Regions from separate parts of the Mus musculus genome. Here all the other regions are linked to region 3. The links are chromatin contacts, called in public HiChIP or PLAC-seq maps. All regions are on one chromosome and are shown on one strand. The core of a region is the stretch at or near the end of the contact, and the rest is flanking DNA. Distances in the headings are between cores, read along the strand shown. Region 1 has its middle 21 kb from the start of Gm4319. Region 2 overlaps 4933417E11Rik (RIKEN cDNA 4933417E11 gene). Region 3 has its middle 36 kb from the start of Gm30160.

Evidence for each region. HiChIP or PLAC-seq counts read pairs in DNA pulled down with a chosen protein or histone mark.
Region 1: a CTCF HiChIP or PLAC-seq map of the NIH/3T3 cell line shows a contact between it and region 3, with 5 read pairs. The contact joins two enhancer-like sites. A contact is called at or near these places in 1 of 15 datasets of contacts at CTCF or cohesin (the NIH/3T3 cell line), 2 of 484 Hi-C or Micro-C datasets (embryonic stem cells and liver), 1 of 115 datasets of contacts at active chromatin or transcription factors (embryonic stem cells) and 1 of 9 other capture datasets (embryonic stem cells).
Region 2: a CTCF HiChIP or PLAC-seq map of the NIH/3T3 cell line shows a contact between it and region 3, with 9 read pairs. The contact joins two enhancer-like sites. A contact is called at or near these places in 1 of 15 datasets of contacts at CTCF or cohesin (the NIH/3T3 cell line), 3 of 484 Hi-C or Micro-C datasets (cortical neurons, embryonic stem cells and liver) and 1 of 115 datasets of contacts at active chromatin or transcription factors (fibro-adipogenic progenitors).

What each region holds. Positions count from the first base shown.
Region 1 is chr1:72,142,772-72,147,411 of GRCm38.p6, reverse strand. No RefSeq gene overlaps it. Among named protein-coding and RNA genes, the nearest start is that of Gm4319, 21 kb to the right of the region's middle. Within about 2 kb of position 2,726, at least 27 of the 459 cell types and tissues checked have an H3K27ac peak or open chromatin away from gene starts, as enhancers often do. A contact at or near this core is called in the NIH/3T3 cell line, where this site is marked.
Region 2 is chr1:71,967,950-71,972,166 of GRCm38.p6, reverse strand. All of the region lies in intron 1 of 4933417E11Rik (RIKEN cDNA 4933417E11 gene), which reads left to right. Among named protein-coding and RNA genes, the nearest start is that of 4933417E11Rik, 35 kb to the left of the region's middle. Within about 2 kb of position 1,521, at least 17 of the 459 cell types and tissues checked have an H3K27ac peak or open chromatin away from gene starts, as enhancers often do. A contact at or near this core is called in the NIH/3T3 cell line, where this site is marked.
Region 3 is chr1:71,690,199-71,694,324 of GRCm38.p6, reverse strand. It overlaps Gm46094. Among named protein-coding and RNA genes, the nearest start is that of Gm30160, 36 kb to the left of the region's middle. Within about 2 kb of position 2,629, at least 35 of the 459 cell types and tissues checked have an H3K27ac peak or open chromatin away from gene starts, as enhancers often do. A contact at or near this core is called in the NIH/3T3 cell line, where this site is marked.

The DNA.
Region 1 (4,640 bases), core at 1,477-3,976, 450 kb before region 3:
TTTTCTCTACAGTGAGGATCTTCACACCTATGTCCATGCTTTTAAGGGGTTCTAGAGTCAGAGGGCATAAATATTTAAACCATTCTTTGCATACATGGTAATTAGTCTCACAAAGACTTATTTGTGCTGTCACCTAGCAGTGATGTATGAGATTTAGTTTCCCACTTTCTTGTTAACTGGAAACATAGAATATGTAAAATAGTAAAAAAAAAAAATTGGGTAGTTTCTTCCTGGTTTTATTTGCATTTCTGTCTCTTAGTTGGGTTGAACCTTACCCCATATGCTTGTTTACTGCCTTGATTTCTTCAGTGATTTCTCTTTGTTTCCTTTATCTCTTGTCCATGGGGTAAAGCCTTTGGATTGAGATTCTAACAGTGTCAATCGAGGCAGCAGCCAGGTATAAATAAACATCAACACCTGTTCCTTGTTTACAACATCTGCTTTATGGGGCCTTTGTTTTCCCTCTTGATTGTCAGCTTTTATCCACTGTCTCACACGAGCAGCATTCATAACAGAGGCAAAATGAACCCAGAGACAGCTTTCAATGGCCTTTGGTGTTGGCTGAGTCACTTTAACTCAGGTTGTGATAAAAATCCTCAAGGACCGATGCTACCAGAGAACATAGAGGAATCTACCCAGCTCACAGCTTTCCTGCACCTTAAAAGAAATTAGGAGGGAAAATGGGTAAGTAAGAATAGATTCATTTTCTATTTGACTGAAACAGTGGTTCTCAACCTTCCTAATGCTGTGGATGTAGTTCCTCATGTGTGATGAGCCCCCCAACCATAAAGATATTTTTGTTGCTATTCATAACTGCAATTTTGCTATTGTTATGAATCATAATGTAAATATCTGTGTTCTCTAATGGTCTTAGGCAACCCCTGTGAAAGGGTTTAGCCCCCAATGGGGTCTCACAGGCTGAGATCCACTGGGCTAAATCATTGTTTAAGGAGTGTGATAGCTGAATGGAGGTGTGTGAGTGAGTCTCCAGCCATGATAGTTACATTAGGCTGTTTTACATTAACATTTTATGACTAGTTAATTAATGAATTTTTACTTATAAACTTCTTTGAGTTTAAAAGTCTATATCTTAATAGTTTACTCCAAGATAATTCTGGATTTTGAGATTCCACAGTAAGGATTCTAGAGCCCAGATGGATACTCAAAATTAACCTGCTCAGGGACTAGGTGACTTCCTAGAATTCTGGGAATTGTAGTTCATGGAAAATAATGGCTCATAGAAAAATACAGTGGCCTATAGCTTTGCCCTTATAAACAAACTCCTGCAACATGGCCATTCTCAGCTGGGGAATTCAAGGGAATGGTCCTGACTAAAGTCCATCTCTTGGTCAGGATTTAGTATTTAATAAACTTGCTTCAAATTTAGCCCAAATGGAAAAATCAATTAGCCCAAATGAAAAAAACCTGGAAAAATCAATTTAAGGACAAGTGGCTTTGTTTTGCTTAGGAGTTGAGACTCTAGTCCATTTTGGTGGGGAAGTATGGTGGCAGGAGGGTGAAGTGGCTGGTGGCTGGGCATGCTATATCTGCAGCCAGGAGGCAAAAGAGAGATGGTTGCCGGCTCTCAGCCCACTCTCTCAGTTTTTTCCTTGGTCTGAGATCCAAGACCCTTGGATAATGTAGCCCACACTCAGTAGGTCCTCTCTCTCCAGTTAATTCCCCATAGGTATGCCCACAGGTATTACTTGTAGGGGTTCTGAATCCAGTAAGGTTGACAGTCAGGATTAGTCCATGTGTTGTGTATTCCACACTACTCACTTTGCCTAATGTGGACCCAGTCCAGAGATTACTTCTTCAAACTCAAATAGCTAACGAATAACTGCGACATATTTTATCTCAAGTTCTTTTCCCTTCATCATAGTGTCTTCTCCTGATGGCACAAGCATGTCTTTGCTACATTGTATAATTTGAACCCAATATGTTATACTTCAAGTCATGAATAAGTATATTTCTACTATATTTATGTCAGAAATATGTTACAGGAGCTTTTAGAAGAAGTTGTTTCTTTTCTTTTCTTTCTTTCTTTTTTTTTTTAGATTTATTTTATTTATTATATGTAAGTACAGACACCAGAAGAGGGAGTCAGGTCTTGTTACAGATGGCTGTGAGCTACCATGTGGTTGCTGGAATTTGAACTCATGACCTCCAAAAGAGTTGTCAGTGCTCTTAACTGCTGAGCCATCTCTCCAGCCCCCTAGAAGGAGTTTAAAGGTGGAGGTGTGGACATCCACAGTGAGTTGTGAAGGAACTGGAGAAATTTTGTTTAGAGACTGCTTTTGAAACTTTACAGCAATTTCCAAGCTGACCTGTCTTGATAAATTTAGTTTAACACATAAAAAACAAGGTTGGAAGACACTTAACTTTAACTCTGAAGTGTCACAGAAATTGCTCACCCCCTTGAGCCTTCTGTTGATCTTGATCAAAAATCAGAGGCCAAGGATGCAGTGTTGTGGTCCACAAGTCGCTCCACAAACCACGCAAACACCAATCTCAGTCAGACAAGGATAGTTTATGGAATGCACGCCCTAAGACTGATCAGATGAGAATTATCTGAGCTACAACAACAAACACTTCTCAGGGCAGGCTTATAAAGGAAAACCCCACAAAAACCATAGGTTTTTCCAAAGGTTTCCTACACAGGGGCAGGAAGTGTCCAGTCATCAGCGCCGACACAAGACATTTTGGCTAGCTAGACCGCAGAGTTATAACTGACCTTTATTCTGATTGGCTCTGTGGCTGTGGAATTTCTTAAGATTAACAAACCTCAGAACATACAGAACATAACAGGGGATACGGTCAGCATGACCTATCCTGAGTCAGTTATTTTTCTGTGGCAATGACTGGCAGGCATATTACAGCAACAAGGTGAAATAGCTGGCAGGCATGGAACAAAATGGCTACAGCTCTGCTGGGGTGGGGGTGGGCACAGACCTCAACACAGAGAAGGGTGTAGCAGAATGGCAGAGTGCAGAGTCTCTCAGCTGCATCCCGGGGGTCTCAAGTGAGCAGAGCTGTAACAAGATGGGGAATTTGCATAACTTTTGTGACTGATTTCTTCAACTGTCAAGAGGAGGAAGGTAGTCTGAAGGGAGTATTGCAAGAAATATGTAGTATATGAGGCATATATGTGTGCATGCACACACACACACATATATGTGTGTGTGTGTATATATATATATATATATATATATATATATATATATATATATATATATCAGTGATTATCAATGCCTGCACACATAGGCAAATACATACACACACCTACAAACAAGCACACACATGCAATCACACGAACACACACACACACACACACACACACACACACACACACACACACACACACGAAGGCTGCCTAGAGTTCAGATAAACCACAATGTTTCAGCTATGAAGAGTAGCTTCTAGACTATTTTCATAATCCCGGCAAGTTAGTTTTAAATGCTGGGTTTGGGGGTCAGGTAGTTTTAGGTTTCTGGTGATACTCAATATAAGAAAACATGAATGAATGAATGAATAAATGAATGAATGAATGGTTATAGAGAAAATTGCATTACACCATGCTTTAGGACTATGTCACAGGTGAAGCTGAAAGGCAAAAGGTTAGAGGGTTGGTTCTTGGTTCTCCCTGAGAACTAGACTGGCACCGTCAGTAGGTGAGGAGTCCTCGGGAGGAGCCAGGAAGGTCTGTGGTCTCTCAGAAGAGTGGCAAAGCTTGTTTCTGTTTTTAAAAGTAACTCTATTTGGCCAGGCATGGTGGCACAGGTGTTTAATTCCAACACATGAGAGGCAGGGGCAAGAGGATCTCTGTGAGTTTGAGGCCAGCCTGGTCTACATAGTGAGTTCTAGGACAATGAGGGTTATGTAGAGAGACCTTGTCGTAAACAAACAAACATCAAAAACAAAACAAAAACCCTTGCTTATTTGGTCTGTGTGTGTGTCTCTACATGTCACAACATGCACGTGGAGGTCAGAGGACAACCTATGAGAATCTTGTTCTTCTGCCATGTGGGTCCTGGGGATTGTGCTAAGGCTCGATGGAAGTGAGCACGTTTACAACTGGATCCTCTCTCTGGCCCCGAGGACATTTCTTAAAGGATCCAATGAATACTCACTGAGAGGTGGTTCTTTCAGCAAATAGGCGGGTATTCCAGGGCAGCACCTTTGTGCCTGTCCACGAGAAGATTGTCTTCTCATGGAAAACCACTGCTGCTCTGTCTGCCGTGTGTAGCCTTTTGGGTTAACTAAGCTATGTCTTTACTGCAGTGCTGTGTATCCCTTGTCCAGTGCCCTTCTCTTGATTGTCACCGAAAGAAGTCAGATCCAAATTTAAAATGTTTACCCCCGGAGGTCCTAGAAACCCCAGAGGTTCAGAAAACAGGGAGGTGGGCTGGGTGTGACCCGAGGAGAGTAAGGGGAGGAAGATGAGCGATAGATAGAAGGGGAGATGAGCAGAAATGAGGAAAAGGTGTTTGGGTGCGTGTGTGTGTGTGTGTGTGTGTGTGTGTGTGAGTGAGTGTGTGTGTGTGTGTGTGTGTGTGTGCATGTGTGTGTGTGTGTGTGTGTGTGGCTTGGAAGGCCTAGTAACTGGGTGCCTAGTGTTCTATGCTAGAGTTCCTTCAATA
Region 2 (4,217 bases), core at 272-2,771, 280 kb before region 3:
CTCTGGGCTCATCTGAGTAAGTTCTCTGGGGATCTTTTATGTGATTCCATTGCTAAGAGGAGGAAGAATTTTTGGCTTAGAAACCACACGAATGGGCCAACTCACTGCCTGCGAGGTAGTGCTCATTATACAAAACTCTAAAATGTTCTTTTCGCCTAGATCAGCTGGGCTAAGTAATTTCAGATGGAACTGAGCACGGCCATTAGAGTTATAGTCAGGCTGAAGAATGCAAACAAATCACTTATCAGAATATTGTTTGTAAGAAGGATCAGGTGGCACCCAACAGCCCACCAATTCCACTCTGTACCCCGTGGGTTTTGTTGGCTTAGCCAGCCTCTTCATGAGGAATGTTGGTTTCTTAGTATAGACTTGGCATTTTTTTTTTATGTGTAGAAAAACATATGGCTATTTTAGATAATTGTGCTTGGTGCTGGTAATATTGTCACCTACTTCTCTTGTTACACATTCCAAAAGTATTGCCATATATGTGTCTCAAAGGAAGCTTAGCAAATCACAAGTGAATATTATATAGAGAATATTTCATATCTCTCTCTCTCTCACACACACACACTTCTTGGGTAAAGTACAAAATATCTTCTGTCATCAAGGATTCATTTGTTCACTGTTGTTTCTTGATTGGTAGAGGAAGTCCTGTTAGTGTGTTTTAACAGAGGTTAGCATCTTGAGCTCAACACAAGATGGAGAAGGACAGTGAATGGGTCCAGCAAGGCAATAGTAGGTTCCTGACTCGAAGATAAAAGTCCTTCTGTGTTGAAATGTATGTTTCTTGAACTTCAAAATGCATACTTGTGACCCGAGAATCTTACTGGCATTCGGGTTATGTTTTAGGAAGATGGGATGAGACCTGAGAAGATGAATTACTGTCAGGCTCTAGGTGATGCTGAGGGATGGAACTGGTTTGGAATAGCAAAGTTACAGTTCCTTTCTTTGGTCTCAAGACTTGTCAGGGATGAGCGTCTAGGTTGTATTGTGTACAGCAGCATTTCTTGCATACCTAGAGGAGAGGTGCCTTGCTCTCTTCCTTTCTTCCCCAAGCAAGAACAGCACAGAAGCAGCAGCAATTGCCAGAAATGGGTCGGCAGTATTCTAAAGGAGTAAATGGCAGCTGGCAGTTGGCCTAAGTGGCCCATGGACAGATTAGAGATTGATGGCCTGAACTTGAGGAAGCAGAGACCAACTGACTCAGGAAAGTACATAAACTACCACCACCTTGGAGGATTCCCAGGGAAAGAGGCTGAGACCCAGCTTGTTTGATAAATGGAGTCTTGAGTTGCCATAAATAATAGAAAAAATGACCTTTCTTATTTATGTTTACAGGCTGGGGAAACCTGGACTTATGGCGAATGAGTCAGGCTGTGTGTGTATGTGTGTTGGGAGTTGCTGTGTTGACTGGCGTTTGCAATTAGCTGGTGATTATTGACCATCCTGAATGCAGTAGGATCTCTCCAGTAGTAGCAACCAATGGTCTTATGAATCGACACAGCACAAAAATGTCTTCGTCTGCGCATTGGCTGCTGACTTCATTCTTGCTTCCTGGCATTCCTGGAAATGGCCTTAAAGCAGAAGAATGTTGAGGGATGAATCATCTTCTTGTCTCCTGCAGAGGAAAGCCAACATTTACCTTCCCTTCCTACGCAATTGTGTTCTTGAATCTACAAGGCAGAATGTTGACAGGTTGACTTGAGACCAATGAATCAACAGGGAAATTACTGAATGAACGAATCTATAAAGTGAAATAGAGGTTTTGTCAGCACCATCCAGGCAGCAGATGGATGGAATTCAAGAAGGGACAGTGCTGAGACCTGACTGCACATTTTTCTTTTCTGAGTATTAATGATGGAGAGTAGTTTAATCTGTGAACTCTCTCTCTCTCTCTCTCTCTCTCTCTCTCTCTCCAAGAACCACATAAACAAAAAAATCTTGGGCCGAGGCAATGGCTCTGCTAGTAAAGTGCTTAATTTGCAGAGGACCAGAGTTAATCCTGAGCAACTCATGTAGACAAAGTTGAGTGTGGTGGTGGTAGGTGATTCTAGTGTTGGGGAAACAGAGACAGGTAGATCCTGGGCTTCACCAGCCAGTCAGCTTAGCCTACTTGGTGAATTATGGATCACGTGAGAGACTTTGCCTCAAAACCAACTAACCAACCAATCAATCAACCAACCAACCAACCAAACAACCAAACAACCGTCCCTCCTCCCAAGGTGAATAACACCCAAGGAATAACAGCCAAGGTACACCCACACTCATAGGTACATGGCATGCACACTAAAAAAAGAAAAGATTCCTTGATAAATGTCGGTTGGGAAGAGTATTTAGAATAGACTGATATAGGTGCCAAGTCTCTAGATAGGGAGGGGAGCCCAGTGAGAGATAAGGTAACGGTTAGCTGGAGTATGGACAAGAGATTCTCTATTAAAGACAAATACAAATGGGATTGTTACCACTACCACCACCCCCATATAGATGCCTATGTAGTATCTGCTGTGTGCTAGCTACTGATCTATGGGCCTTCAGTGAGGAAACCTTGTGTCAGGATTATGGACATACTCTCTCCAGAGCTTTGAATGTCCAAGGTACAGTAGCTTAGTAGCTCTATCCCTTCCCTCAGCATAAAAACGCAGTAAATTTTTATTTACTGAATAGACAGGGGGTGAAGAGATATGTTGTTACTTATTTTTACTTTCTTATTTCTTCTGGTAATTTACAACTTTATCAAGTATAGGTATTGATTGCTGGCTGGCTGGATGAATTTAGAGGTGGGTCTTGCTGTATTTCCTAAGAAGGCCTTGAACTTCTGGGCTCAAATGTCTCTCTAACCTCAGTCTCTTGAGTCGCTGGGACTAGAGGCATGTGCCACTGAATTAAATCTAGCTTAGATCAAATCAAGGGGAAAAGAGTTTCTGAAGTCGACACTAAGTAAAGGTGGTTTTGAAGAAGAGAGAAAGGAGGGTCTGGAGAGAGCTCAGTGGTTAAGAGCACTGGTTGATGTTCCAGAGGTCCTGAGTTCAATTCTCACAGCCCACATGACAGCTTTAACCATCTATAACGGGATCCAGTGCCTTCTTCTGCTGTGTGGATGTGCATGCAGACAAAGCACCCACATACACAAAATACATGCATGAATACATTTCTTTCCTTTTAAGGAAAGAGAAGTTTTAATTTCTTTTGTGAAGTTTGGTGACATTTTTCACCTTTAAAAATGTGTGTGTGTGTGTGTGTGTGTGTGTGTATGCCTATGCATATGCATGTATATGAGTGCATGTGCATGCACATGTGTGTGCATGTGTGTGGGAGCATGTGTGTGTATGTGTCAGTGTGTGTGTGTCAGTGTGTGTGTGTAGGACAGACATCAGTGTTGGGTGCCTTTCCTCAATTCACTTTTGGTTCTTGAGACAGAGCCTCCCACTGAGCCTGAAGGGTATCGGTTTGGCTAGGCTGGCTGACAAATGAATGTCCAGGCTCTGCCCGACTCTCTGCTCTCAGTGCTGGAGTTAGAGATGTGAACCACCACACCTGGCTTTTTCACGTGTGTGCTGGGCTCCAACCTGGGTCTTCACATTGCACAGCAGGTACTTTATCAACACGCCCATGTGGCAAGCAGTTTTGAGTTTTACACTGAGCTCTGTGGTGTGGTCCGACAGGAATTCCCTTGGTTTTACAGTTGCCCCACCCCCTCCACCTGCCCCAGCTAGTTCATTAAAGCACAAATGAAATCTAGAAATGTGCATGGATCAACTGAACTCTTGACCCAATATTTATTGAAAATGAATCAATTTTTCCTTTGCCAGCTGCTGGTCAACCTGTCTCACCAGGAGCTACTCACTGAAAGCAAGCCATGTCAGAAACCATTGTCAACACTATTCTATTCCTTTGCTGATCCTTGGTCTCAGCCCACTGGAGATATTGCCTTTAGTCTTGGGGACACCCCAGTCATGTGCTGTCACAGGAATGGCGGAAAGGCAGAGAGAACTAAGAGAGAATACAAAGAGAAATAACCAATCCCAAGTTGTGACCAAGTGTCTACTCATATGGTTCAATGCTTTGAGCTTAGGCGACATAAGGAAGGCGCACATTGGCTTTCCTTTTGTATTATTTTAGAAAAATCAAATAAACTCATCTCAGTGGCACTGAGAGTTCTTTCTGTGTGAAGGCAGAGGGGAAACCGTGTAGAGACTGTTGGGTGGGGCTTAGGATTT
Region 3 (4,126 bases), core at 1,380-3,879:
ACTGTTTTGACCCTATGCCTTTTTCCTGTCTTTCTTTCTTTCTCTCTTCTTTCTTTCTCTCTTCTTTCTTTCTCTCTCTTTTTTCTTTCTCTTTCTTTCTTTCTTTCGTTCTTTCTTTCTTTCTTTCGTTCTTTCTTTCTTCCTTCCTTCCTTCCTTCCTTCCTTCCCTCCCTCCCTCCCTCCCTCCCTCCTTTCTTTCTTTCTCCTTTCTCTCTTTCTTTCTTTCTCTCTTTCTTTCTCCTTTCTTTCTTTCTTTCTTTCTTTCTTTCTTTCTTTCTTTCTTTCTCTCTTTTCTTTCTTTCTTCCTTTCTTTCTGAGTAAAATAATATTTACTTTTAATAATTATATTAAAATGCCCATTTATGCTCATTTTATGTAAAAAAATTTAAAATGGATCACCATTAAGGCTTTGAAGTCATCTTGTTACCACATTCTACAGTGTGTATTAGCTCACTGCCTGCTAGGTATTTGAGCAGTGATTTTTCCAAGATTATCTGTCATTCAGACCCTCACCCCAGATTCCCCATCCACAGCACACAGTGTACTTTTGTTCTCTCTCTCTCTCTCTCTCTCTCTCTCTCTCTCTCTCTCTCTTTCTCTCCCCCCCCCATCTTTCCTGCTTTCTCTTTTCTCAAACTTGGTAATCTACCGTGAATTTTTTCATGTCAATATATGTTTCCAATACTATTTTCCAATGGCCACACATTTTAAAGCTTTATAGTAGTTAGACATGATTTTGTTTAATCAAGTGTGGCAAGTCATCAGACTTTTTATAATCACAGATGTCTTGTCTCCAAATGTCCCTTGCTCTTGATGCCTAGCTTTCTTATTTACCTGTGTCGCATCTCTGTCTGATTGTTCTTAATTGAGGAGATAGGGGCTTACCCAAGGTGATTAAAATATTTGATACAGAAATTTGAAGTAGACTGAGCTAATCAGGAAGCTGAGGCAGAAAGATCTAGAGTTTAGGGCAGGTTTGGGCCTCATTGCAAGAATATAAAAAGAAGGAAAGGAAGGGAGGGTAGAAAAGAGGGAAAGAAGAAGAAAATAAAAGAAGAGAAAAGAAAGAAAGTTGCAAGTATATCTGATCAAGTTTTGACCAAACCATCAAAGAAAGTCCAGAAACAAAGTATTTCTACTGCTTTGTCAGACCGTGTCTCATTCATTATCTACATTCACCAACGAAGCGCTTCCCTGGCCACAAGAGCTCACACTTCAAGTTGGAAAATTTCTTTATCTCCTTTATTGTGGCAGCTAGCTAGCCACCTGGCCCAACCTTTACATCAGAGCTCAGGTAAGGCAATCTTTGCCAGAGGCCAGCCACCTACACGAAGCCTGAGGTCAAATACTTTAAAGTCCATGGCAGGAAACAGGCTTGTGAGCCACTGACCGTGTATGGGTATTTCCATCTTTAAGCCCTCCCAGGACCCTCTCATTCCTCCCTCTTCACAAAGGATGCTGGGGGGATTCCTACTTACCTGTCTCTGCAGTAAACCACCTCAATCCAGTCCCTCTGCTCGGTGTCCCTTGTGACCTCCACTGAGTTTGACAGGTTAATAGACCGATTTCCTGGCCGCCCAATGATGCAGAGCACGCTTGCATTTTCTGGAGAACTAGATAAAGTAAACGATCCAGTGTCTGATATTTGTCACCATGAAAGCTGAGCGGAAGTTATTTACTAGACTAAAAGCACCAGGTAGCTAGAAATTGTCTTCACACTCCTTGACATTTGCAAATAACAGGTAGCCAACTGCAAAATGCCATCTTTTCGACAATCCACAGTCATGTAAACATGAACTCTCAACAGCTCTGGCTGGCTGTACTGGATCTGCACAAGAATGGAGCCATCCATAGCTGGGCACAGATTCAGGAGGAGCCCTTACTGTTCAATTATTTCCTTTGAACAGACAAAGAAAATGAGGGAGTCATTACCTTCTGTTGTGTCCCTTTTGATAACAACAGCAAGTGCCAATCCTGTGGTCACAGGGACACCTCTGATTAAACTAAACCAAAACTTGAGCATCTGGGAGAGGGACAAGTTGGGGAGGAGGGGTGGAGGGGCAAGAAGGAGATGAGAGAGGGTAGGAGGAAAGAGTAACCGGGATGTAATTTCATATGCATATGAAATTGTCAAAGAACTAGCTACTCCACAATAGTGACAAAGAGAAAGTCACATTTCTAAGTTAGCTGAACTATGGCAACAGCTGCTTCTTTAGCACTGAGCAGGAAGTTACAGTCCCAAGACACCCTTGGAGCATGGAGCTGAAGGACCACATGGAGTGATGCTAATGTCTCAGATGAGAGGGAAAATTGACCCAGACAGCAGAGGAGTACCAGAAGAGCCTGGGATGTGGCTCAGGATGAGAAAACCCATCACGGCTGATTCATAAAAAGCAGGGCTCAGTTCATTTTATCATGTCTTCAGTTTGAAAGAGAAAGGAGACTTCGTGGTAGCAGAAGAGCAAGGGGGTGGGGGTGGGACCGGGGAAGCAGGCGGGAAGGCATGTCCCAGGTGGGTTTACTTCCCTAAATCTCTAAGAAACATACTTTTGAATTCTCACCAGAAGACTTTCCTTACATTCAAAGCTGTGTGACTTCAGGAAGTTGGTATTTAGCCAAGAATTTAAAGATTGCTTTCTTTATTAGGTAATGGCATAACATTTGAATTTGCTAATGCTTTTGGAATGCTAGTCGCTTTTGAAAATCGAAAATGTGAAATACATTTGAAGACATTTAAAACATGGGGGTGGGTTTTTTTGAGTAAAACTGCTAATTCATCTGTATCAACTTTGTGCCAAAAATAATTGAACACTGCCAACCCTCTTACACCCGAAAGGGCTAAAAGTGTACAACAAATCCCTTAATATTAGGAAGAACAGTTTTAACCATTTTGTGTATTTATTTATTTACTTACTTACTTACTTACTGATGAGACTGAGTCTATGGCTAGTTGGGACTTTATCATGTCACCCATACTCAAACTCACTTTCTCCCTTCCTCGGTCTCCCAAGTGCTGGGTTATAGTTGTATGCCACCATACATGACACCCCCCCCCCAATTTAAAACATCTCATAACATTAAAGAGAACCTAAGAATGATATATTGCTGTTGGTAGAGGGCAAATACATCGCCACTGGCAAATATTTTTTCGAATTTAGCATCTGGCAGGTTGTTCTAATATTGAGGTGTAATAACAAATAAAATACTCCCTGATCTTGTGGGATTGATCTTTTTCTGAGTAAAAGCAGAAAGTGAAAGGAATGAATGGGTAAAATAATAACTATATCATCCAAAGACAGAGGGAACTAGCCAGTCCATGGGCTGAGAGGGGTAGAGGTGGGGATTGAATTCATTTCTATATTATTTTGTATTTATATTAGTTTACATTAGTTTTTAAAAACAATTTTCATAAACCTGATCGCAAAATAAATTTATCATCTAACATGTCTATAGGTTGTAAGTATAAAACAGTTTTCACAAGGTTACAGCCAAGCTATGAATAGGGTGCATTCCTCTGGAAGGCTCCAGGGGGGAATCTATTCCCCTACCCATTGCAACTTATAGAGGCTACCCGCATTCTTTGATGCATGGCCTCATCCTGCTTCCGCTTCTGTTATCTGTCCTTCTCTGACCTTCCTTTTTATAAAAGACTTTGCAATGCTCTCCAACATGTTTAAATATTCCAGAGTTATCTTCTCTCTCTCTCTCTCTCTCTCTCTCTCTCTCTCTCTCTCTCTCTCTCTCTCTCTCTCTCTCTCTTGTCACGAAGTGTGACATAGACACAGGTTTGAGATGTTAGGATATGACCATCTTTGGAGACAAATTATTTTGTCTATCATAGGGGTCAACTGCGACTTTCATCAGGACTATCAAAGGTGGGTTCACTGGAACAATTACATCTGAGCAAGATTAAAAAGATAGGCGAGCCAAGAGGACATCTGGAGGAGGGTGTGACAGCTACACCAAATGGACTTTGGCCTGTATAAAATACAGAGCAAAGGGAAGAACATGGAGGAGACTTAAATCATAGGAAGAAAACCTTGGAAAGCACAGATAGGTGCAAAGTCTGGGAGCAGAGTCAATGAATGGAGAGCTTTGTGAGGTTATTCTGAATGGGCTATAGAGA